7 separate regions of the Mus musculus genome follow, and all the other regions are linked to region 6. A link is a contact called in public Hi-C, HiChIP or PLAC-seq, Micro-C and promoter capture Hi-C data. All regions are on one chromosome and are shown on one strand. Each heading gives the region's core, a stretch centred on a gene start, on an enhancer-like site or on the middle of the called end of the contact. The rest is flanking DNA. Distances are from core to core; before and after follow the strand shown. Region 1 holds the start of Pnpla5 (patatin-like phospholipase domain containing 5). Region 2 holds the start of Samm50 (SAMM50 sorting and assembly machinery component). Region 3 holds the start of 5031439G07Rik (RIKEN cDNA 5031439G07 gene). Region 4 overlaps Parvb (parvin, beta). Region 5 holds the start of Sult4a1 (sulfotransferase family 4A, member 1). Region 6 holds the start of Rtl6 (retrotransposon Gag like 6). Region 7 holds the start of Parvb (parvin, beta).

The links. Promoter capture Hi-C pulls out the DNA fragments that hold promoters and counts their contacts. A called contact is a pair of places that touch in the nucleus more often than the background predicts. HiChIP or PLAC-seq counts read pairs in DNA pulled down with a chosen protein or histone mark.
Region 1: a promoter capture Hi-C map of embryonic stem cells shows a contact between it and region 6, with 5 times the contacts expected there. The contact joins the promoter of Pnpla5 here to the promoter of Rtl6 in region 6. A contact is called at or near these places in 14 of 39 promoter capture datasets (the 3T3-L1 cell line, the C10 cell line, the HPC-7 cell line and 8 more), 1 of 484 Hi-C or Micro-C datasets (bone marrow-derived macrophages) and 3 of 9 other capture datasets (adipose tissue, embryonic stem cells and macrophages).
Region 2: a contact with region 6 is called in a Hi-C map of B cells, with 16 read pairs. The contact joins the promoter of Samm50 here to the promoter of Rtl6 in region 6. A contact is called at or near these places in 12 of 39 promoter capture datasets (the 3T3-L1 cell line, the C10 cell line, cranial neural crest and 9 more), 3 of 484 Hi-C or Micro-C datasets (B cells, CD4 T cells and bone marrow-derived macrophages), 7 of 115 datasets of contacts at active chromatin or transcription factors (acute myeloid leukemia, astrocytes, bone marrow-derived macrophages and 3 more) and 4 of 9 other capture datasets (adipose tissue, liver, macrophages and 1 more).
Region 3: a Micro-C map of embryonic stem cells shows a contact between it and region 6, with 5 times the contacts expected there. The contact joins the promoter of 5031439G07Rik here to the promoter of Rtl6 in region 6. A contact is called at or near these places in 1 of 39 promoter capture datasets (stem cell-derived epiblast-like cells) and 1 of 484 Hi-C or Micro-C datasets (embryonic stem cells).
Region 4: a contact with region 6 is called in an H3K4me3 HiChIP or PLAC-seq map of embryonic basal ganglia, with 5 times the contacts expected there. The contact joins the enhancer-like site here to the promoter of Rtl6 in region 6. A contact is called at or near these places in 9 of 39 promoter capture datasets (cranial neural crest, embryonic stem cells, frontonasal cranial neural crest and 4 more), 2 of 484 Hi-C or Micro-C datasets (bone marrow-derived macrophages and cerebral cortex), 9 of 115 datasets of contacts at active chromatin or transcription factors (bone marrow-derived macrophages, cardiomyocytes, embryonic basal ganglia and 6 more) and 4 of 9 other capture datasets (adipose tissue, embryonic stem cells, liver and 1 more).
Region 5: a promoter capture Hi-C map of hematopoietic stem and progenitor cells shows a contact between it and region 6, with 4 times the contacts expected there. The contact joins the promoter of Sult4a1 here to the promoter of Rtl6 in region 6. A contact is called at or near these places in 11 of 39 promoter capture datasets (HPC-7-derived erythroid cells, the SN4741 cell line, cranial neural crest and 5 more), 1 of 484 Hi-C or Micro-C datasets (embryonic stem cells), 3 of 115 datasets of contacts at active chromatin or transcription factors (embryonic forebrain, embryonic stem cells and neural tube) and 5 of 9 other capture datasets (adipose tissue, embryonic stem cells, liver and 2 more).
Region 7: an H3K4me3 HiChIP or PLAC-seq map of embryonic basal ganglia shows a contact between it and region 6, with 5 times the contacts expected there. The contact joins the promoter of Parvb here to the promoter of Rtl6 in region 6. A contact is called at or near these places in 15 of 39 promoter capture datasets (the 3T3-L1 cell line, cranial neural crest, embryonic stem cells and 9 more), 1 of 484 Hi-C or Micro-C datasets (bone marrow-derived macrophages), 11 of 115 datasets of contacts at active chromatin or transcription factors (bone marrow-derived macrophages, craniofacial prominence, embryonic basal ganglia and 7 more) and 3 of 9 other capture datasets (adipose tissue, liver and macrophages).

The regions. Positions count from the first base shown.
Region 1 is chr15:84,121,853-84,125,042 of GRCm38.p6, reverse strand. It overlaps Pnpla5 (patatin-like phospholipase domain containing 5), which reads left to right and starts at 1,868. Exons shown (of 10, transcript NM_029427.1): 1 at 1,868-2,122; 2 at 2,456-2,688. The coding sequence starts at 1,930.
Region 2 is chr15:84,190,901-84,194,149 of GRCm38.p6, reverse strand. It overlaps Samm50 (SAMM50 sorting and assembly machinery component), which reads right to left and starts at 1,910. Exons shown (of 15, transcript NM_178614.5): 1 at 1,766-1,910. The coding sequence starts at 1,786.
Region 3 is chr15:84,986,345-84,989,487 of GRCm38.p6, reverse strand. 5031439G07Rik (RIKEN cDNA 5031439G07 gene) reads left to right here and starts at 1,517. Exons shown (of 10, transcript NM_001033273.3): 1 at 1,517-1,879. The coding sequence starts at 1,816. Gm39558 (a long non-coding RNA gene) reads right to left here and starts at 1,453. Exons shown (of 4, transcript XR_875533.1): 1 at 1,356-1,453; 2 at 32-333.
Region 4 is chr15:84,259,330-84,262,369 of GRCm38.p6, reverse strand. All of the region lies in intron 1 of Parvb (parvin, beta), which reads right to left. Among named protein-coding and RNA genes, the nearest start is that of Gm33723, 21 kb to the right of the region's middle. Within about 2 kb of position 1,654, at least 25 of the 459 cell types and tissues checked have an H3K27ac peak or open chromatin away from gene starts, as enhancers often do. A contact at or near this core is called in bone marrow-derived macrophages, cerebral cortex, embryonic basal ganglia and 2 more, where this site is marked.
Region 5 is chr15:84,104,474-84,107,458 of GRCm38.p6, reverse strand. It overlaps Sult4a1 (sulfotransferase family 4A, member 1), which reads left to right and starts at 1,705. Exons shown (of 7, transcript NM_013873.3): 1 at 1,705-2,028. The coding sequence starts at 1,860. It overlaps Gm46526 (a long non-coding RNA gene), which reads right to left and starts at 2,618. Exons shown (of 2, transcript XR_001781726.2): 1 at 708-2,618.
Region 6 is chr15:84,556,466-84,559,413 of GRCm38.p6, reverse strand. Rtl6 (retrotransposon Gag like 6) reads left to right here and starts at 1,591. Exons shown (of 1, transcript NM_177630.4): 1 at 1,591-2,948. The coding sequence starts at 2,221.
Region 7 is chr15:84,230,072-84,233,364 of GRCm38.p6, reverse strand. It overlaps Parvb (parvin, beta), which reads right to left and starts at 1,322. Exons shown (of 13, transcript NM_133167.3): 1 at 1,179-1,322. The coding sequence starts at 1,293.

The DNA of each region.
Region 1 (3,190 bases), core at 619-3,118, 430 kb after region 6:
TGGCGAAGGTGCCTCCCACCAGGCCTTGCAACCCGAGTTCCATCCTTCAGACCCACATGTGGAGGGGATTGAACCAACTCCTTACCACAGACGGTCTTTTCAGAAGCACATGTGTACCATAGTACACGCACCCATACATATACACACAGACACAGACATAGTCACAGACACACTCACACGCGTGCACACACACACACACAAATTAAACGCTTTAAAAAACTGCCCCCCTCCTTGCTTTCTGTGCACACTGTCCTCTTCTTCCACGACTCTGTCTCAACACTTAATAAACTCACTAATCCGGTTCATTCTATCTGGTTCTGAAATGCTTGTTGTGGTGAAATCAGGACTTGGCTTTATCTGCGAGGAGTCCCTAAACAGGAAGGAACCTCTTCAGGCTGCTGGCAGGTGACACCACCACAGCCACAGTGTACAGTTGCAAAGGTGTGTCCTTAACCTCTGCCCTCCAGCCCCACCTGATCCTTGGTTTCTTTTCTTTTTCTTTTTTTCTTTTTGGTTTTTCAAGACAGGGTTTCTCTGTATAGCCCTGGCTGTCCTGGAATTCACTTTGTAGATCAGGCTGGCCTCGAATTAGAAATCTGCCTGCCTCTGTCTCCCAAGTGCTGGGATTAAAGGCGTGCGCCACCACTGCCTGACCCACCTGGTCCTCAGACTCTCACCTGGAAACCAGCTTCCAGGTGCTCCTTCCAGGTGGCTACATCACATTGCCCTGCAGAGGACTTACGGGCATAGGCCTGCTGCCCCCTCCTGGCTGCTGGAATGGGGCTGGTGCAGGGAGCCCCTGAATGGAGCTTAAGCCTAGCTCAGCCACAAAGCACCCACCTGTTGTCAGCCCCTGGGTACAGTGAGGTCTCCTTCCACCTCCCATCACCGGGGACTCCCCAGAGTCACGCCCTCTAGGACACTTCACCTGCGACCTTTCTAATAGTTACATTTATTATTTTTACACCACAGAGTGAGGTTTGCATTTAAGTTGCAATGTGTTTATCTTAGTGTGTGTGGGCGGTGTATGTGTGGAGGTCAGAGAACAACCTACAGGAGCCAGTACTTTGCTTTGGCCATGGATATGGGGGGGGGTAGAACTGGGGTGGTCAGGGTTGGTTGCGCTGTTATCGGATGAGCCACGTGGCTGGAAGGCGAGCCTGTAGGGGGGATGTTTGCACCAGGCAGCATGCAGTGTGATGCTCTCTTTCCTTATTGGTTACTTGCAAGAGTCTCCCATGCTCAGTGTGTGTCCCGCTGAGTTCCACTCACCCCACTTCTTTACTGGAGTCCTCTTTGCTCACTACCCCACATACTGCTGCTATCTTCCTCTTCTTGGCATCCTGGGGTGCACTTCATTTCCCCTGACCCTCATGGCATGTCTGGCTTGACTTCCCCATGATGACTTGGCTGTGTAGCACCTATCATCTCACCTGCTCAGAAATATACATTTGAGAGCCTGGTCCATGCCAGGCGACTTCCCATCGTGACTGCAGAGAGGAGAGATCTTGTGTGTTTGAAGGCACTGTTCTATAGCAACCTTTCCTTGCAGAGCCTAGATCCCAGGCCTCTCACCTCCCACTTACGGTGCTGGTCCTTGACCTCTGGCCTGAAGATTAGGTGCAGTCCTTCCTGATTGTGCCTCTTTCCCTCTTTCAAAATGCAGACACCTGGAGGTTAGGTGAGTGTAATTGGGAATCGTGTAGGCTTGTAATGTAATGCCTGGTGTACACGTGGAGAGGGTGGCTGCACCAACCCCTCACTTGCTAGGGCCACAGCTGACAGCCTAGGGCGGAGCCACTCTGCTCAGCCTCCCGGAGCTCCATCCCCATCCCGGCTTAGTCCCATCACATTGGGGCCCTAGTGCACAGTTCCTTCCTTTGAGCTCCAGCTGAGGAGTCTGCAGCCCCGCGTCCCAAGCACCCTATTATGGACTTCCTGGAGGCAGAGGGAGGTTGGAACCTGTCCTTCTCAGGCTCTGGCTACATGGGCCTCTACCACGTGGGTGTCACCCAGTGTCTGCGACAGCGAGCGCCTCGCCTCATCCAGGGTGCCCGCCGCTTCTATGGCTCCTCCTCAGGGGCACTCAATGCCATGGCCATTGTCTTTGGCAAGTCTGCAGGTACTTAGGAAGTTCTCAGGGTCTAAGGACTCCCGAAGGGCGCTGAGGGATGTGTCCCTGGGGCTTTACAGCCTTTGAATCTGAGGACCCCTGCAGTCACTTCTATCTCTAAAGATGGGATCCTGGCTTTAGATTTGGGGTACTACCCCTAAGGTGTTTTGGTTTTGTTTTTGTTTTGTTTTGTTTTTGAGAGTTTTGGTTACCAGGACTGGGCAGAGATGTTAAAGAACTGATTCCCAGGCATCCCTGAGAGAAGTGGACTTTTGGTGGGTACGGGTGGCCCTCAGTGGTCCCAGGTCACTGAGGTCTTACTTAGTTCCCACTGCCCTGCAGACTTTGCCTGCTCCAATCTCCTGGACTTGGTGAAACTTGTGGAGCGGCTGAGCCTGGGCATCTTCCATCCGGCCTACGGACCCGCTGAACACATCAGGAAAAAGCTGTATGAAAATCTTCCTGACAACTGCCATATTCTAGCCTCCCAGAGGCTGGGCATCTCCATGACCCGATGGCCTGATGGCAAGAATTTCATAGTCACCGATTTTGCCACTCGGGATGAATTCATCCAGGTGAGCCAGTTGGGACCTGGGGCTTGGGGAACACAGTCCACATAATAATAGACTGAGTCTAGGGGTGTGTGTGTGTGTGTTTGTGTGTGTGTGTGTGTGTGTGTGTAGAGGGGGAGGAGCAGTAGCTAGACTGTATCCAAGACTGGCCTGAGTCCAAGGCTCTGTAGAGGCTGAGGTGGAGAGGAACCCGAGGTGCTGTCAGACCTGGGGTAGACTGAGGAGCTTTCACAGTCAGGACCTCTAAGGCTGCTCGGTCCACAGGTGTCTGCCCTGTCCTGCTCACCCCTCTTTCCTAAGCGTTTTCTGATTGCCAGAGCAAACTGTTTCCTGAGAGCATCTAATATGTGTGGGCACTGCTGTATGCTGCGGGGTTTTGCCAGGCTTGGGCACATCTGAAACACCTTACCTTCTCAGGGCTTATACCTACTGAGCCTACCTCCTGGGAAGGGATTGGGAAAGGGCCTATGTGAAATTCAACCAAGAGAATAAGGCAGGGAAGGAA
Region 2 (3,249 bases), core at 661-3,160, 370 kb after region 6:
CTTCCAACTCCCAACTTTCTGGAATTACAGCCACCATGTCCGGGTCCAAAGGGATACCTCTTAAATGTTAGAATTTTGTGACTTCAGACAGTTTCTCCCTTTTTTGGTACTCAATTCCTATTCATGGGATACTGATTAAATGCAATTTTCTTTTGTTCTTTTACTAAGTGAGGGGAAAAGAAAAAGGCAGGTGCATGCCTAGAGCCCTAGTACTCGGGCTGGCAATGGTTCCACGCTAATATGGGCACTTACCAAGGATGACAGACAAGACATCATTTCACGTCACTATTCATTGGGTTCCTGCTGTTAGTAATCTTAAATCACTATTAACGTCTGCCAAGTATGAAAACATCAGGCAGAGGAGGAATGTGCATGTGGATCCATGTGTAATCCAACGGTTGGCAAATCCGCTTTGTAAGGGCAAAGTCTGCATTCTATTATTTAAAAAGTTCCAATGGTCCCTCCTAAGATGGCAAAGCATGACACAAAGTCCTCCAGAGGCCACCAGCCCCACAATCTGGAGGGCAGATGTCACTGTGGTTCACACTTCTGCCACAGCTCAGTATCCTCCAGGACCTGTTTACCAATGGGGATTCTCTCACTACGTAGTGTTTGTTTTGTTTTGTTTTTAGACAGGGCCTCACTATATAGCTCTCGCTGGCCTAAAATTCACTGCATAGACAGGGCTGGACTTGAACTCACAACAAATTCACTGTATCTGCCTCCTGGGTGCTGAGATTAAGGGTGTGTAGTGCCATGCCTAGCTACTGGATCTATAAGCCCAGCTACTCAAAGGTATGAAGGATTCCAAATTCAAGGCCAGCCTGGACTACAGACTGAGCTCCAGGCTGGCCCTGACAGCCTAGTGAAGGAAAATAGTTGAAGAGATCTATGGATATAGCTCAGTGAGTGCTTGCCCGAGATACTGACACATGCTCGTCAGAAGCTTAGACAAGACTACTAATATGAGGCTAGCCTGGGCTACAAAGCCAAAGTCAGAAATAGGGATGGAGGAGATGCTGAGACAGCACAAGGGTCTTCTATAGTTTGCTCTGCCCATTTATGGGGAGGGAGCTCATTCTGCCCAATTCCAGGTTGCCAACTCAATGAAAGCCAACTCAAAAGTGAGGACAGATCGGCAGGCACAGGCACTCGCCCCTTAGGGCCTAATCACCAGAGTTCCATTCCCCAGTTTCCACACCACAAAGTAGGAGAAAACTGACTCCAGCTGTTGTCTTCTGACCTCCACATGCATGCACACACACACACACACACACACACACCCCTTTTTAAGCAATAGTGCTGGGTTGGAGCGATGGGTTCAGCAGGTACTGCTCTTGCAGAGGACCAGAGTGGTTCCTGACACCTATAAGGAGGCTCACAACTCTCTGGAACTACAGTTTCAGGGGATCAATTGCCCCCTTCTGGCCTCCACGGGCTATGCACACAAAGTGCGCGCGCACACACACACACACACACACACACACGCGCGCGCGCGCACACACTGGTGCACATAATAGTAACTGGAAACTGTAAAACAAGGCTGCAAAATAACTTGTTGTGTCTTGTCTTCTGACAAACCCTTCTTCCAAGCCTTGGTGCTGTAAGGTCACCTGGGGAAATTCCGCTGAATGACCTTGGGCAAGTCACCACTGCCCTCCCGACCGCGACAGACAGCCTCCGGCCCAAAGCAGCTCCCACACCCTCGCTGCCGCCCTTGCCCCAGGCGCGCGTGTCCCGCCCAGCCGCCGCGGGGGCCTCTCACCCGGGCGTGCACTGTCCCCATGGCTCCCTCTCCGGCTGCTGCCCCAAGGCGGTGCCCGCGCCCAACCAAACTCAGCTACAAACACAAGAGGCTCGGCTACAGGTCACGGAAGCTGCGTGCCGAGCGCCGCCATGTTGTACCACCTAGGGTCCGCCCCCTGACTCAAGACCCTCCGCTCATTGGTCCGTATGAGAGAGTGACCCGGATGTTCACAAGAACGCCAGGAAGCCCAGTGCAAGCGTGGAGCGTTCAGTGACGCCCAGAAAGCTGCGGTTATGGGCAGAGCTGGTCCCGTGAAAAGGCAACGGAGCTGAGCTCCTCGTTGTATGGGGGCTTACCCCGGTCTAGTCCTTGGAGCCTCAGTTCCACTTCTAAGGTGTGAGCAGAAGGGCGCAAGGAAGACAGAGTGTGTGCTCCGGGAACCGACGGGTCCAGTAAAAAGGGTCTGGGCTGAGGATGGGGTGGAGGCGTCTTTAAAGAGAGTTCGGTATGTAAAGATACTTGCCTCCAAGCCTGACAGCTTGGTTCAATCCTGCAGACCCACATGGTGTTAGGAGCGAACAGACTCTCAGAAGTGAATAAATTTCGCCTTCCCAGACTCCTCAGAAATGTGTATGACATTTAATTTATGTATTTACTTATTTATGAGACAGGGTTTCTCTGTGTAGCCCTGGCTGTCCTGGAACTCACTCTGTAGACCAGGCTGGCCTCGAACTCAGAAATCCGCCTGCCTGTCTCCCAAGTGCTAGGATTAAAGGCGTGCGCCACCACTGCCTGGCGACATTATATTTCATTTAAAGGTTTTTCCTGTGTAGGCCCGAGTGTCCTGGAACTTGCTCTGTAGACCAGGCTGGCCTCGAACTCACTGAGCTCCATCTGCCCCTGGCCTCCAAGTGCTGGAATTAAAGGTGCATGGACCACCACCACCCACATTCATATTTTTAAAAAATACTTATTTATTTATTATATGTAAGTACACTGTAGCTGTCTTCAGACACTCCAGAAGAGAGCATCAGATTTCGTTACGGATGGTTGTAAGCCACCATGTGGTTGCTGGGATTTGAACTCAGGACCTTTGGAAGAGCAGTTGACACGCTTAACCGTTCAGCCATCTCACCAGCCCCAGATTCATATTTTTTAAAAGATGAATGGAGCTCTCTTGAGTGTTCAGGTGAGGACGGTTACATAAACAAAAAAGACAGCTGTGCGTTTGTGTTTTGGTAGCAGAAACAGTTACTGTGCCTCAAAAGAATAATGTAATAAAAGCCACTGGTAGCTCTGAACTGCAGTTTACTAAAGATAGAGTGGGGTTCCTGTCCTCTGACCTGCAGTCAACCTGACACCACTGCACTTGACCACTGAAGCCTAGCTTCCTTTTCCATCCCCTCCTTCCGGGACACTCCTGACCTTTTTCTCGTTAAGCATCTGCAAAGATGGGGCCCATGTTCCCGTGAATCTGAGCCTGACACCATGCAGGGATTCAT
Region 3 (3,143 bases), core at 268-2,767, 430 kb before region 6:
GCTACAAAAGTAAGTTATGGTTGGGGCTCACCATAAAACAAGGAAATGTATTGAAGGGTCCCAGCATCAGGAAGGTTGAGAACCACTGCTCTGGGACCATGGAATTAGTCACTCAAGCCCTACCCTGAGCATCTCAGGGGAGCGGTACAAATCCCAGGTAAGGCTTGAACAGTATGCCAAAGCTGCCAATTTCCTGCTCTGGAGTGGTTTCCACACCTTGTGGTCCCACCCCACCTTCCTTAGAGACAATCTTCCTCAGCAGGCCTCTCTCCAGTCTCCATCACACAGCCTGCATTTATTGGGCGCTGGGAATACAGTTGTCAGAAGCCAGGCCTGAGGAATACACAGTGTCTTAGTTAGAGCTGCCATGGTGCAATGTCACAGACGGGAGGCTTAAACCATTCTGAGGACTGGGAAGCCCAAGGGAAAGGGGCTGGTTTTCTGAGACGCCTCCTACAGCTATGCAGTGTGATGTCAGGGGAGTGGTAAGGATGCTGTGCCTAGGAATAATAGAACAGGAGGCAGGCAAGATATAGTTTGTTTGTTTTTGAGGAAATGTATTGGAGGACACTGGGATCCAAAGGAGACAGGAGACTAGGAGAAGGGTATCCCAGACAGGGTGAAGAAGAGTCGGGGCAGACAGAACTTTATGCTTAGCATGATTGTGAGAATTTGACACTGGAAATGTAACTGGCTGAGACCAGCAGTGCATGGTCACCTACCCTGGTCCTGGGAAAGGACCACCGAGTGAGTTCAGAACGTGGCTTCTGGCGGCTGCTCCCTGCATCTTCCTCTTTTAGCACAGGGATGGATGCCCAGCTGGACCTTGGCCTTTAATTAGGATCACATGCAAGCTGATCTGATCCACCTCTGGCCTCTAGTCAGCACAGGAGCTAAGACAGGAAGCAACTCTCTGACCCCTTTTCCTAAGTGTTCAGCAGAGGAAACTGAGGCGTCCCAGGAGACCTCCGAAAGGAGGTGGTAACTTCTTGTTGAGTTTTGTGAAGCAAGTTTTTAGCAGAACCTACTTGGAAGGTTCAGACAGAAATAAGCAGAGCTGGTGTGCTGGAGGCTTCAGGGAATGCACAGGGCGGTGACAAAGCGCAAAATCAGTGAGGCGCAGAGGGGGCGGCTCAGAGGCGTGACTCTACTGGAGGGGGGGCGGGGGGCGGGAGAAAGTGGACTCAGGGTTGGGGAACACGGGCAGCAGGGAAGGTCAGCAGGCCAAGGAAGGTGTGGGAATGAGATGACGAGAACGTCACGCGACAGGTTGGAGCGAGGACGCGATGGGCTTTTGAAGTTGGCAGCAGCTGGTCGCAAGGAAGTAGGCGGGGCCAGGACCAGGGACGACTCACCGCCTTGCCCAGAGATCTGGGCGGAGTTTTAGGAGTATGAGGCAGGGCCTTTGCGTGTCGGGGGCGGGGAAAGGGCGGGTTTGGGGGCGGGCCCGCGTCGGGGGTGGGGCCTGGGCGGTGTCGAGCGCGCGCGGGCGGGCGGTGGCGGAGCTGAGGATCGCAGTGCTCCGCTGTGCTCCGAGGTCGGCGGTGGCGACGGCGGCGGCGGCGACGCACACAAAAGCGGATTGTGGCTTCACTGGTGCTCGCGGCGGGCGGCAGCGGGGCACGGGCGGCGGGGCGTGTCGGTGGCCCCCGCGGGCGCGGCGCGGGCGATGAGCCGGGGCCCGGCATGGCCTCCGCGCGGCCGCCGGGCAGGGCCTGTGCCTCGGCGTCCGCGCCCGCGGGGCTCCGGGCTGGGCCGGCCGCCTCCCGGGAGTCCGTGGACAGCAGCGAAGCGGAGGAGCGCTCGTTGCAGCACATGCTGCGCGCCATAGCCGAGGAGCGCGGACGCCTTAGCCTGCGCCGTGAGGTCTGCGGCCTGGGTGAGTGACGGGGACGGGCGCGCGCGTGAGTGTCCGCGCGAGTCCACCTCCGCTAGTCCCCCTGTGCTCCTTGCCCTCCGTGCATCCCCACCGCCCTGGGCTCTGTCTTTCGGGACCCCAAGTCTCAGTGTCTTTTTGGTACCACAGAACCCCGATCCTTGTGTCTCCGCGTCCCTATCTTCCTCTGACCGCCAGGATATCTGTCCCAGCTCCTTCTTCCTCTTCGTGGTTCCTTAACTCTTCTTCCTTCTCCTGGAAGATCTGGGGGCCCCACTGCTGCTGCAGGGAGTGTGGGCGTGAGATTTTGGGAGGCCCTTGAGTTCAGAGTTCAAGGCAGTGTGCCCTGACCACATTCCCCAGCCCACATGGAAGACCGCGGCTCTTGATTGCTGTAGCCTTTGTCTTTCTGCACCTAAAGGTCCTCTTGTCCATTAGCTCTACAAGGGACCTGTTGGGCCTCTGCCCCTTGACCCACCTACTTAGCACTGGAATCAGGGATTTGCTACAGCCTCTCCGGGTGTGATTCTGGTCTAAGGAGTCATTCAGCTGCTGGGTGGGGTGGGGGTGTCTCATTGTTTGAAAGGGCCTGGGAGGTGTGGGTGGGGTCGTCTTGGATGTGAGGTAATGCATAACTGATACATTTGCCCAGAACCATGTGGCAGAAACCCCCTCCCCTATAATCTTGGGCTTGTCATTTTCTCTAAAAAAAAAAAAAAAGACCCCTCCCTTCTTCATGTAAGGAATGACTTCATTCTATGTTGTGTCCCCTCACCCCCACCTCCCTGTCAGGGCTTGAGTTCTCTTTGAGGGAAGTAACAGCCTTCTAGATCCTGTCAGTGCTCCAAAGTGGAAGTGTACCCTGGTACCCTGGTAGGACCACAGTAGCAGAGGGAGAGGGTAACACCTGGAACTCAGGGTCCCTTGGTAGGCCACGCCCGGGAGGCTCTGTGAAAAGCAGAAGTGAATTTCAATTCTTTTTTTTTTTTTTTTTTTGAAGGAGACTTTTTTAGCACCTGGCCTTCTTAGGCAGCAGGGTCTAGCCCAGCTCACCTCAGCAAAGTTCTCTTGTCAGGCAGGTACAGCCACCTGGGGGTATAGATAAGGACACAGATTTTAGTGGGTTTTTTTCTCCAAAAAGGTGTCCAGAGAATGGTTTGTAGCTGATTTAGAGTGTCCTTATTAATGGACTCAGTAAACATGTATTTGAGCACCTACTGGGTGCCCACCTGTTAGGGCCAGCTGTCAACCTGGCACAGAATGTCTG
Region 4 (3,040 bases), core at 405-2,904, 300 kb after region 6:
GATTCGGAGAGCAGGTACCAACGTCACCAATTCTCAAAGGACCCAGATGTCAAACACCCACCCTAAAGACGAGGCTCAACCAATTCGGAAGCTCCTGGAATCTCTGCCCAGGCTCCTGAGGTGTGGGTTGTAAGATCTCCGCACATGCACACCAAGGCTACGGGAATAAGCAGGATGAAGCATGGCTCATCCCTGGCTGCAGACGACGCTGCAGAGGCACAGGCCCTCCAAAGTCCCTGCAAAGAGCAGGTGTCAGACTCAAACCAGCACAGTGCCTATGGGAGGCTCAGGGCCATCTAAGCTCAAAGGGCTGTGGTAAAGCTGAAAATGCAGGCCCAGTCCAGGGGGAAAGGAAGTGTGGACCACAGCTATGGAGCAGTGAGGGCCAGCAAACAGCACAGGCCACTGGGGAAGGTCAGAGACTGCTGGAACCTCAACTTCAGGTACCCCAGGTTGCCGCTAGGGTCAAACCCAGGGACTCACACACACTAGGCAAATGCTCTGCCATTGAATTACGTCCCTAGTCCTTCCTTTTGGACACTGTCTTAGTTAAGGTTACTATTGCTATGGCGAAAGGGCTGGTTTGGTTTATGCCTCCAGATCATAGTCCCTCACTGAAGGAAGTCAGGACAGGAACTCAGGCAGGACAGGAACCTGGAGGCAGGAGCTGATGCAGAGGCCATGGAGAGGTGCTGCTTACTGGCTTGCTTCCCCTGCCTTGCTCAACCTGCTTTCTTATAGAACCCAGGACCACCAGCCTGGGGATGGCCCTGCCCACAATCACTAATCACTGCCCTCCCCCATCAATCACTAATTAAGAAAATGCTCTAATAGGCTTGCCCACAGCCCAACCTTATGGAGACCTTTTTCCAATTGAGGTTCCCTCCTCCCAGATGACTATAGCTTGTGTCAAGTTGTCATAAAACTAGCCAGCCCGGTGGCTCAGGCTGTCCTGGAACTCTCAATCCTCCTGCCTCGGGCCTCCCAAAGTGCTGGGACTACAGTATGTGACACCATGTCCAGCCAGTGTCACCACTGCAGAGTCACACAGCATACTGGCTAGTCTAGAGGACTTCAGCCCTATGACTTGATTCCCTGCTTTTGAAGCTGCACCCTACACCCCAGCCCCGCACAGAAGGGCTCCCCTGATCATCATCTGTTCTCTTGGCTCAGACCCTCAGCTCAGGTGCTGATGATCAATGACTCTTAACCCCAGGCCACACAGCAGGCCTTTTGCCGCAAGCCTTGGAGTCCCCAACTTAGGAAGGGTTGCTTTTGATCCCACTTCCTTTCAATCAATTCCACTGCCTTTCGACAAGTGATTTTAATCATGGTTGGGGGGAGGTGCAGAAGAATTCGGAGAGAGAAGAGCGTGCAACACCCCAAATACAAACAAACAAATAAACAGCAAAAGAGCAAAATGCAGATTTCCCTGCCGGTGGTGAACACACATCGTGCCATCCCTCTGAGAAAGCTATACAGGTTGCTTGCTCACCAAGGCAGACTGGGAATGAAATCTGCTGGTCGCTCGAAGCGGCAGAACAAGCCTGGTCAAGCTCAATACAGATAGAGAAATGCACTGTGTAGAACAGGAATGAGAGCAGAAATGGCAGCAGGAGAGTCACTCCTCAGCGGAGCCGGCGAGGCCCGCTTCCCAGCTGTGGAACCAGCGGTAATTAATCTGATCGGTAATGTTCCCACATACCCAGAAGTCCAAAGCGGTTCTGCTGAGAAAATAAGAAGATTAAATCATTAAGCCATTAACAACAACAACAAAAGAGCTCTACTGTACACCTGCCACGGGGAGAACCACTCCCCCCGCCCCCAAACTGGGCTGAGAGCAGGAACGCTATGTACATGGCGCCCTCTAGTGGTCATCTGTACTATGGCTGTCTGACGAGACTTCGTTCGGGAGGCAGGTCCAGTTTAATCTTCTTTGGCTGAGATAAAAAGCAAAGACCTGGGTTGGGGGGCGGGGACGGGGGGAGGGGTGCTCAGAACACTAGCACTGGACTCTGCAAGCTTGGCAGATGAGGAGCCAGGGCTAAGAGCCTATGTAGACACGCTCCCTGCCCCTGACACTCTTGGAACCCACGGATCCCACGCACTTCCCCAACACATTGGCCTCCCTTGACAGCTCCTTTCTTCGAGGCATTGTCACAGTTTGGCACATCTGCGCCAAAGGTTTAGCTGCCATCACTTCTGTAAAGGGCAGGCGTGTCACCTGCTTGTCTCCTGGCTCCTCAGGGCATCAGGCAGAGAGCAAACTGCTCAGAGAACAGCTGGCTAATCCTCAGTGAGTTCAGGAGCAACTGGGCCAGCAATCTGCAGCTTTAATCAATCATTTATTTGCAGTTATTTTCCCTATTTTGGTCTTTGGAGAACAATCTTGATACGTAGCCCAGGCTAGCCTCAGACTCACAGGCCTTCTCCTGCCTCATTGGTCCAATTGCTGAGTGGGATTACAGGCATCTGCCATCATTCCTGCCTGGGGATTCTCGCTGTAACTCCCTGGACCTCTTTCTCCTACATCTTTTATGGTTGCATGGTGCTTCCCCTTCTGTGATGAAAAAAATGAATGTATACTGAAGTTAGCTTGGGTAGTACAAGCAACCCCATGGGGTCTCCAGGCAGGAAGAGAAGCCTGGAACAGAGACAGACTGGGAGATGCAGTGTGCTGATGGCTGGGGGGATGGCGGGGACAGCACGGGTCCTTTCAGAACTGGAAGAGGTCAGAGATGAAAACTCATCGAAGCCTCCAGAAGGCTGGAAAGCCCAGCCCTGATCCTGACTGATGACGTTCAGGGCTGTAAGGCAACACACAGACTCCCGTTCTAACTAATGAGGTTCTGGTGCCTCATTGCCACAGTCCTACAGAAACAAACAAGGGCATGGGGGGCACGTTGCTTTGATCCCAGCACTCCGAAGGCAGGCAGATCTCTGTAAGTTCAAGGCCAGCCTGGTCTACACAGCGAATTCCAAGACAGCCAGGGCTACATAGAGAGACCCTGTCTCAAAAAGACAGAAAGGAAAAAAACAA
Region 5 (2,985 bases), core at 456-2,955, 450 kb after region 6:
TCCTCTTTCCTCCTGGATACCAGGTGCACAGAATATGTCCAGGCAAAACACCCATACAGGTAAGTAAGTAAATAAATAAATAAACAAACGGGAGCAGACTAGGGCATTCATCACGCATGAGAAATACATTCTCCACCCCTCTGTGGCAGGATTCTGCTCAGTGCGGACACTGCTAACACCTCAGATGCCTCCAGCATTTGTCCACTGCGTTGAAACCGAGTGAAGCCGTGACTGACACAGCCAAGACGCTTTCTTTAAAATTACAAAAAAAATAAAAAAAAAAATAAAAGAAAAGAAAAAAAAAGAAAAGAAAAAAGGAAAAAAAAAGAAAAAAAAGCAACACATTTTACATTTATTTCGTGTGTCGTTAGTATGCAAGTTGATGTGTATGTGAAGGTCAAAGGTAAGTTTGTGGGAGTATTCCCCTTTCACTATGTGGGTTCCAGGAGTGAAGCTGAGGTTGTCAGGCTTGGCAGCAAGCGCTTTACCCACTGAACCATCTTGTCAGCTCCAGGATGCATTCTTAGCACCATGAATTCCGGTCTATATGTTCTCTTCTTACTCAGAGGGGCTCTTCCTTGCCTCTTACTCTTCACTTCTCAGGGATCGCACCTGAAACAATGTTACTGGGGCCCAGAGCCCCTTTGTGTCACCCCAACTGCTCCCCCAAGATGCCCTTCAGTGTGGAAAACCAGAAGGTCCCATACCTACTCTCTGTATCCAGACAGGTCTGTGCATCTCCCGTGCTAGAGAGAAAAAGGAGACAGTTTTCTCTGCCCCTTTCTTAGGCTCTCATGTATCCTAAGCTAGCGTCAAATGCACGATGTAGCCGAGGCTGGCCTTGAACTCTTGATCTTCTTGTCTCCACTCTCCAGTTGCTGGGATCACAAGTGTGCCGCAAGCCCAACTTTTGTTTGTCTGTTTCCCTTTTCTCCAGTGCTGGGGAACTGACCCCAGGGCTTCCCGAGAGGGAGGAGCTCTACTCCTAAGGGGTTTCCCAGACCCTTGGGTTCTTGTTAGCTGCTTTCCCCAGATGTGGCTCCTGGAAATAGGATTCCCATTGTCAAGGATGGGACCTGGACAGGTGGCGGGCGCCACCTGGAGGGTCCTCTCTGGGGGATTTCCTGAGGGCGCATCTCTGCTGGGGTCCCCTCTACCTGAGGTCCTTTTTGCCTGGGGGCGGGGATGTCCACTCTTGGGTTCCTCTCTGCCGAGGGTCTTCTCGGCATGGGAGTTTCCTCTCTGGAGGAGGGGGGATCGCCTCTGTTTGGGGTGTCCTCGGGGAGGGGGCCTCTTCTCAGCCTGGAGATTTCTCTGCCAAGCGTCTGGTCTCTGCCTGGAAGGGCCCACTCTGGGGTTTCTATCTGCAAGGGGAATCCTCTGCTGATGGTCTTCTCTGCTTGTGGGGTGGGGGTGGGAGTCCTCTCTGCCTGGAGGTTTTCTGTCTTGGGTTTCTTTTCTTGGGGCCTCTCTGCCGGGGTTCTTCCTGGGGGGAGTTCTCTCTGGCACTTGATTGCAGGCTCTCTAAACGCTGCCTTTGTCAGCCGCGCTCTGATGCGGGCTCTTCCATCTCTGGCATCAGAAGCTTCTGGAGGTGCGGCTTCCCGGACCCCGAGGCTCGCCCTGGGTCTGCGCAGACGCCTCCTTTTTTGCTCTAGGGTGTGGGGACCCTGACCTGCCACGCATGACTGACAGGCAGTGATACGGACCCGACGCACCTTTGCGGCAGGCGCGGGGCCTCGGCAACCGACGTCAGGGGCGCGGCGTGCGTGGGTGCGGCCATGACGTCATGCCCGCGGAGCCCCGCGCCGGCGCCGTGACGTCACGCCCTGGAGCTGCGGGCCGGGCCGGGCGGCGGCATGGCGGAGAGCGAAGCGGAGACCCCGGGCACCCCGGGCGAGTTCGAGAGCAAGTACTTCGAGTTCCATGGCGTGCGGCTGCCGCCCTTCTGCCGCGGGAAGATGGAGGATATCGCCGACTTCCCCGTGCGGCCCAGCGACGTGTGGATCGTCACCTACCCCAAGTCAGGTGAGCCGGGAACCCCACGCCGTACCGGTCGCTCGCGCGGCTGTGTGACCTTGGGCAGGTCGCTCAGCCTCTCTGTGCCCTAGTCCTGTCCGGCTCCCCGTGTGATGAGGGCAGTGGGCGCGCCTCCAGTGTGGGCTCTGTGGGGGATGGGACCGCCCTCCGCTGCCCCTGTATGCTGTTTACAGGCCGACTGTCACCAGGCGGGACCTGGGCACCTGGGTCCCCAGCAGCCGTGTAAGGTAGAGCTTCTAGGCAGAGGATCAGAGAGGGGAGGAGGCTTGTCCAAGGTCACACAGCTGGGCTGAGATCTGAGCCACTCAGTTCTCCAGGCCTGGTGTAGAGATGGCTGTGTGGTGCCTTTTCTGGGGTCTGTAGGACAAGCTCAGCCGGTTCTCCTGTCCCTGTAGGGCGTCCTTGTGACCATTGTCCTGCAGGCTCAGGTAGTTGAGAAGGTGTCCATCACCCCGAGGTATCCAAGCAGGCGGTTACAGGAGAAAATATAAGCAGGGCATCTCCCGGGGTGGAGTCCGGGTTTCCTGGGCAGCTGCCCATCATCCTCACAGAGAGTGGTGGGCGCTCTCAGGGGAGGAGTTGGGGTGCAAAGGCCCTGGGGTCAAGTCCAGGTGTAGGCACTGACCCACCACTGGGCATACAGCCAGCTGGGCTGTCCTGAAAAGGCATGTCAGGAGACAAGCCAGGCTGAGTGAGGCTGCAACCACCCCACAGTCCCACCCCTGGGTCCCTGCTGGCTTTAGCTAGGGTTGCCTTTTGGAGAACTCTCTATGTGCTGGTCATTCCGCTGGGTGCTCCACATCTGGGTTAGTGGCTGTACCTGGTGTTGTCTTTTTTGGTTTAGTGCCTGGGATGAACCCAGGGCCTTGTGGCCCTATGGCTCATGTATGCCCTGCCTCTCAGCTGGGTGCCCAGCCTCAGGGTGGTACTTAAGGAGGCATCATG
Region 6 (2,948 bases), core at 342-2,841:
AGGCAGTTCTGCTAGGCTCCTCCTGGAACCTAGCAAAGGCTTACGTCATCACCTGCCTGCTACCAGGTGCAGGTGGCCTGGCAGGGCTACCCCAGTTCTCTCTCTCTCTCTCTCTCTCTCTCTCTCTCTCTCCTCTCCCTCCCTCTCCCCTTCTCCCTCCCTTCCCTTCTCCATTTCTCTCTACTCCCATGTGTTCCTGGCTGGCTTATCTCTCCTTTCTGTCCTCCTCTGCCCCCCTTCTCTGCCCCCATGGCTCTACTCCTGTCTTTCTCCTTCTAACCTTTCTCCATGTCCTCACTCCCCTCTGTTCCCCCAGATAAACCTCCTTACACCAGGTCTGTAGTGTGGTGTGATTTTTTTTCCAGGGGCCACCCCTCACGAGCACAGCATTAGATTCTATAACACTCTCATAGTGTGGATACCCTCAGCCACAATCCCTCACTCCAAGACCAAAATCTATAGACCGAATGAACACATCTCCACCCCAGGTCTGTCTCCCACCTGCAGTCACTCTCGCTAGACTGCATCATAGGAGGGCTTCACAGATGGTATTGTCTCTCCCAGTTTATCCCAGTATGGAACTGACCATGAGGAACAACTGTCAGAGGAAGGGGCTAAGACTCACATAAACTATGCTCACAAAATTCAGCGTGTAAGGTAAGTTGGCCATCTATCAAGAGGGCAGGCAGGAGTAAAAGGTAGCACAGGCTTTCGGTGAAGCCCTAGGCAATAATAGAAAGACATGCTTCTGTATTACCTCCCCTAGGAAAATCTCAAAATTCAATGTGACTAGGGAGACATGACCATCTACAAGGCACAAAAGTCAATGTTTCCTATTAGGATACTAATGGGAAAATGGTGGACTATTGAACAAGATGGTGTGTGTGTGTGTGTGTGTGTGTGCGCGCGCGCGCGCGCGCGCGCGTGTAGAACACTGAGGGGAACTGTAATGTTTCTGCTTTGTTTTTGAAAGACGTTTCCAAGGATGGGGATTCAGCTCAGTGGTGGCATGCTTGCAAGCATGAGGCCCTGGGTTTAACCTTCAACATTGTGCACGGAGGGCTATGGCACTCAGAGCAAGTAACCCCAGCACACCCGGGGTGGCAACCGAAGGATGAGAGGGTCGTAGTCATCCTTGGCTACATTGTGGGTTCAGAGCCAGTATTGAATTCCCACAATCCACCACGGGGAATGTAGAGGCAGGAGAGGTTCAAGGTCATTTCTGGCTACTTTCTGAGTTTTCCAGACCAGTCTGGTTTACAGGAGACTGCCTCAAAAAAAAAAAAAAATAGTTTTCTTGTCAAGATCTGCTACCATGATCATACAGTTCATGCGAATGGTGTTCAAATCACAGGAAGAAAAATCAATCTCACTTAAAAAAAAAAAAAAGATACTGTCTCTGAGAGGCTCCGCGAGCGGCCTGGGTAGGAATCGTAAAGAAGATAATCTTTCCAAGACTATCTAATTTCCAAGCTAATCTTTCCAAGATTTCAGCTGGCAGAAGCCAAGCTCCTCGCTAATAGGCTGTTGAGAAAGGCGCAGGTGCGTCACTTCCGGAAGGCAAGGTCCCGGCCGCTGCTCCGAGAGCGAGCGGTCTCTATGGCAACCAGCAGGCCCTGGCCCAGTTGCCAGGTTCCCAGCGGCCGTCTAGCTGGCCGCGCCTGCACAAAGACCGCGCGGTGACCGCGCAGCGCAGCGCCGGGACCAGGTCAAGCCAGCCCCGCAGGAATTGCCACCCCCGCCGCCGCTGCCCGGAAAGCAGTTCCGGCGGCCTCCGTGACGTACAGGCCGGGCGCGGCCTCGACCCTCGGGCCATCTTGGCAGCGGAGGGAGCAGCGGAGCGACAGGTACATACGCCGCCCAGCCTGGGCCAGCCCAGGTGCCGACGCCTTTGTTCACGCGCGGGTGGTCGCATGGCACCGGTGGTCAGTGCCTGCATCCGCAGCCCGAGCTCCGGCAGGTGCATCCTGCAAAGTCTGGCAGGTCCGCGCATCTCGTAAGGCCTGGGCAGATCCAGCCTATGCATTCTACAAGGGCTATCCAGCTCGAGCATCCTTCAGGGCCTGGGCAGGTCCAGCCAGCGACCCACACTTTGATCCTGCGAAGCTTGCAGAAAGGAACTGCATCCAGGACAGGACCAGCGTCCTCAGGCTTGCTTCAGCATCCAAGGCCTTGCGCTCTGGTTCTCCAGGTACCTGTGGCTTAACTTTGGCCGCCAGCATGGTCCAACCTCGGACCTCCAAAACTGAAAGCCCAGCCTCTGCCCCTGGTGCCAGCGCTCAGATGGATGACGTAGTTGACACCCTGACCTCTCTGCGCCTCACCAACTCCGCGCTGAGGCGCGAGGCCTCCACACTGAGGGCGGAGAAGGCCAACCTCACCAACATGCTGGAGAGTGTGATGGCCGAACTAACTCTGCTGCGCACCCGAGCGCGCATCCCTGGCGCTCTACAGATTACTCCACCTATCTCTGCCATCACCTCCAATGGGACCCGACCCATGACCACGCCACCCACCTCACTGCCTGAACCCTTCTCAGGAGACCCTGGACAGTTGGCAGGGTTCCTGATGCAGATGGACAGGTTCATGATTTTTCAAGCCTCCCGCTTCCCCGGTGAAGCCGAGAGAGTGGCCTTCCTGGTATCCCGTCTGACTGGGGAGGCGGAGAAGTGGGCCATCCCCCACATGCAACCAGACAGCCCTTTGCGAAACAATTACCAGGGGTTTCTGGCTGAGCTCCGCAGAACCTACAAGTCCCCGCTGAGGCACTCAAGGCGAGCACAAATCCGGAAGACATCCGCGTCCAATAGGGCTGTGCGGGAGCGAGAGCGGGAGCGCCAGATGTTGTGTCGCCAACTGGCCGCAGCTGGCACAGGATCCTGCCCGGTGCATCCAGCCTCCAACGGGACCAATCCCGCACCAGCCTTGCCCTCTCGTGGCCGGAACCT
Region 7 (3,293 bases), core at 73-2,572, 330 kb after region 6:
GGATACTGATGGAGATGCAGGCCAACCTGAAGGGTCTGGAATGGAAGACTTGAGAGGGGAAGAGCCCATTTGATTAGCAATAAACCCTAGGAAGAAGACCAGGCCTGCCTGCCCCCTGGACAATCTAGGTTGGTAAAGGGCATTCTGGGGTTGAAGGCCTGGGAAGGCAAGTCTGGGCAGAATGTGGGACCCACAGTGTCTTCACCGGTTCTATCAAAGAAGTTCAGCATTTCCCCACATGCCCTGCCTTTCAAGACACCTTGAAAGGCCAGAATGAGTCTGCCCATAATTTAGGACCTGGAGGTCCCTTTATGAGTAAATACCTCACGCCGGTCCTTTGGGCCCACAGGGTGATTATCAGTCACCTCTTAGGCAGGGCTTGCCCTGGAGGCCCAGGCTTTCTGGGAGTCAGTGTGGCTCCAGTGGCTGGAGGAGACCCTCAGCACACCCTAACTTGGGGGTCCCCAGGAAGTGTTGTCTCTGAAGCTTCTTTCTACCTGTCCTTTCTCAGAAAGCCCCTCCCATTCCTCGTGAGCTGCCGGAATCTCAGCCCAAGGGCAAGAGCCTCCAGGACAAAACAATAGAAAATTCAGGAATGTTTCTGCGAGGGGAGGGGAGGGAACTGCGGTACCTTAGGGCTCTGGCCAGAGGCGGAGAAGTTACATCCCTTGCAGTTTTGTTTTTTAAAAGTTTTGAAAGTAAAAAGTCGTTTTAAAATTACTTTCCTGCGCAGGGGGCATGACCTCCCCCCCCGCCCCTCCCCCCCGCCCCCTGCCCTTGCACTGGTTCCAGGCTTCCCCAGGCTCCTGGCCTGTGTGTCCTGTGCCCTTTCATTGACTCCCAGCTTAGGGACGGAGCCATGCTTGCAGGCATCACGCAAACAGTAGCCGGTCCTCTCTACCAGCATGTGTCCAATCACTGTGACGAGAGTGTCACACGACAAGGATGAGCACAGGAACAGTAGCTTGCTAGGCCTGTGTCCAGAGCAGAACGCACGTCCTATGCACTGGGCCAGCACTGCAAATGTCTTACGGACAGGGACCGGCCTGTCCCAAAGGTCGCGTAGCCTGAGCGCGACAGGAGGGCTCATTGGCGCCGCCGAGGCGGGCAGGGAGCGGACACACGGGGGACACCGCTGGCACCCGGCTGGCGCCAAAGGGACGCAGGGGCACACTCACCCTCCCTGGTCTTCTTCTTCCTTGCCAGTGTGCCGCCCAACTTGCCCAAGAAAGACTCGTCCTTCTTCATCTTGGGGGCCCGCGGGGTGGGCGACCGTGGTGGCGCGGAGGACATAAGCGAGTGCGCGCCACCCACCGCCGGCCGGGGAGTGGCCAGGAGGGCGCGGCCCCGGCTTCCCCGCCCCTGCCTACTGACCCCGAGGTCCCGGTGCTGCAGCTGAGCTCCCCCGCCCGCAATACAGCAGGACCCTGCGCGTAGTGCCAGGCACGACCGGCCCCCTTTTGTGCAGCCTCACCGTGCTGGAAGCCCAGAATCAATTAGTCCCACAAACATGTACGGTCAGATGTTGAGTCTCTGCCAGAATCCTGGCGCAGGACTAGGGCATCCCTTGAGTCGATGCTTTGGGTGTAGTGGGTGCCTTTGTGGGACAGTAGCCTCATACACAGTGACCCTTCCCCCAAGGCAAGCCCAGCCAAAGAGTTCCATGGGAGCCACGGGCTGGAAGAATCCGGGCAGCATGGGCACCCGGAGGAAGAGCGCAGGCCCCAGGGAAGGATGCTAGGCTAACAGCCATGACCAGGTTTGTGTTGCACAAAATTGATTGTTGCTGATTTGGGAACAGTAGATGATGAACAAGGATGGGACCAGGCAGGGAGGTTTACTAGGAGCGAAATGAACGTGTTTCTAGAGACGCTGCGGGGTAGAGGCAGCATGAGAACTGAGGCGTAGGCAGAGGGAAAACCAAATGGCCTGTGGCTCCAGCAGAAGGGTGGTTGCGTGGCTCAGCAGAGATAGGAGCTATCAGGGCCGGGGCGCAGGCAGCACCTAATCTGCTGGGAGGGGGGTGTGTGTGAGGGGGAGGTGTTTCTTCCTTCTCCCTTTGTACTGGCTCAGAGCCTCGCTCCTTCTGGCGAGCGGTTTCAGTTCAGTGCAGGAAATATTGACGCTGGCAGAAGGGGTGTAGCCAAGCTGGCTGTTCAGCTAGGATGTGCCTGGGCTCTCCTTGGGATTTGTCATGGAGAATGGGGTGCCCAGTATCTAAAGAGTTACAAGCCAAGGGTGGGATGGGCACAGTGGGGATCCCCTTAGGAGGAGAAGGATCAGAGAGGGCCAGGATTTGGGAAGAAATAGGGAAGAGAGAGTTGCTAGGGAAGGATGGTTTCCAAAGACCAAGATAAAAGTGTTGCCTCCCTCCACTATGATAGGAAGAAAACTCACAGACCTGGGCCAGGCATCTCTCACCCTGGCCCAGTTCCTGGCTGCTCTTATCTCTACTAAAGCACACCCCTCTTTGGCAGCACGGGACATTTACTTGGCTTTCCCAGGCTGACTTCCCTCTCATAACTGTCAGGGAGCCTGAGACCCCAGGATCCCGGAAATCTCAGAAATACAAACTCCCTGCATCCCACGTGACAGTGGTTAATCTGATTGTCAACCGGAGGAGAACTCCGATCACCTTGGAAACAAAGCTCTGGATGTACCCAGAGGATTATCTATCTCCTTTGGGTTAAGGAGGGACAGACAACACCAGGTCTCAATCGTGGGCAGCACCCCACCCCCACCCCCCACCCCCCACCCCCCACCCCCAGTCCCAGGAGCTGGGCTCCAAACTGAATAAAAAGGTGTGAGGACTATTCCTGGTTGTTAACTTGACTACGCCTAGAGTTAACTAAAACCTAACTGGCAGCTGGGCACACCTGGGAGGGGTTTTTCTTAATTGAATCATTTGAGGGGGGAAGACCCATCCTAAATTCAGATCTTTTGTGGTGGGAAGATCCACCTTTGATCTGGGTCACATCTTCTGTCAGCAGCTATATAATGGACATAAAAGGACACACACACAGGAGAAAATGACCTGAGTAGAATCCTGCCTTCCCCAGTCTGACAGTCTGTACCCTCAAATCGCCAAAATGAACCCTTCCTTAAGTTGCATTTGTAACAGGCAAAGCAACTAATATACATGGCAAAGGCATGTCAGAGGGAAGGGGGACAGAAGGAAGAGAACTTTCAGATAATATTGGCAAACTCCTGGTATGCCAGGGTTAGGGACAGAAAGGCCCAAAGGGGTCTTGAAAGCATCTCCATCTCAAGACAGAATTTGCTAACAAGCTGGG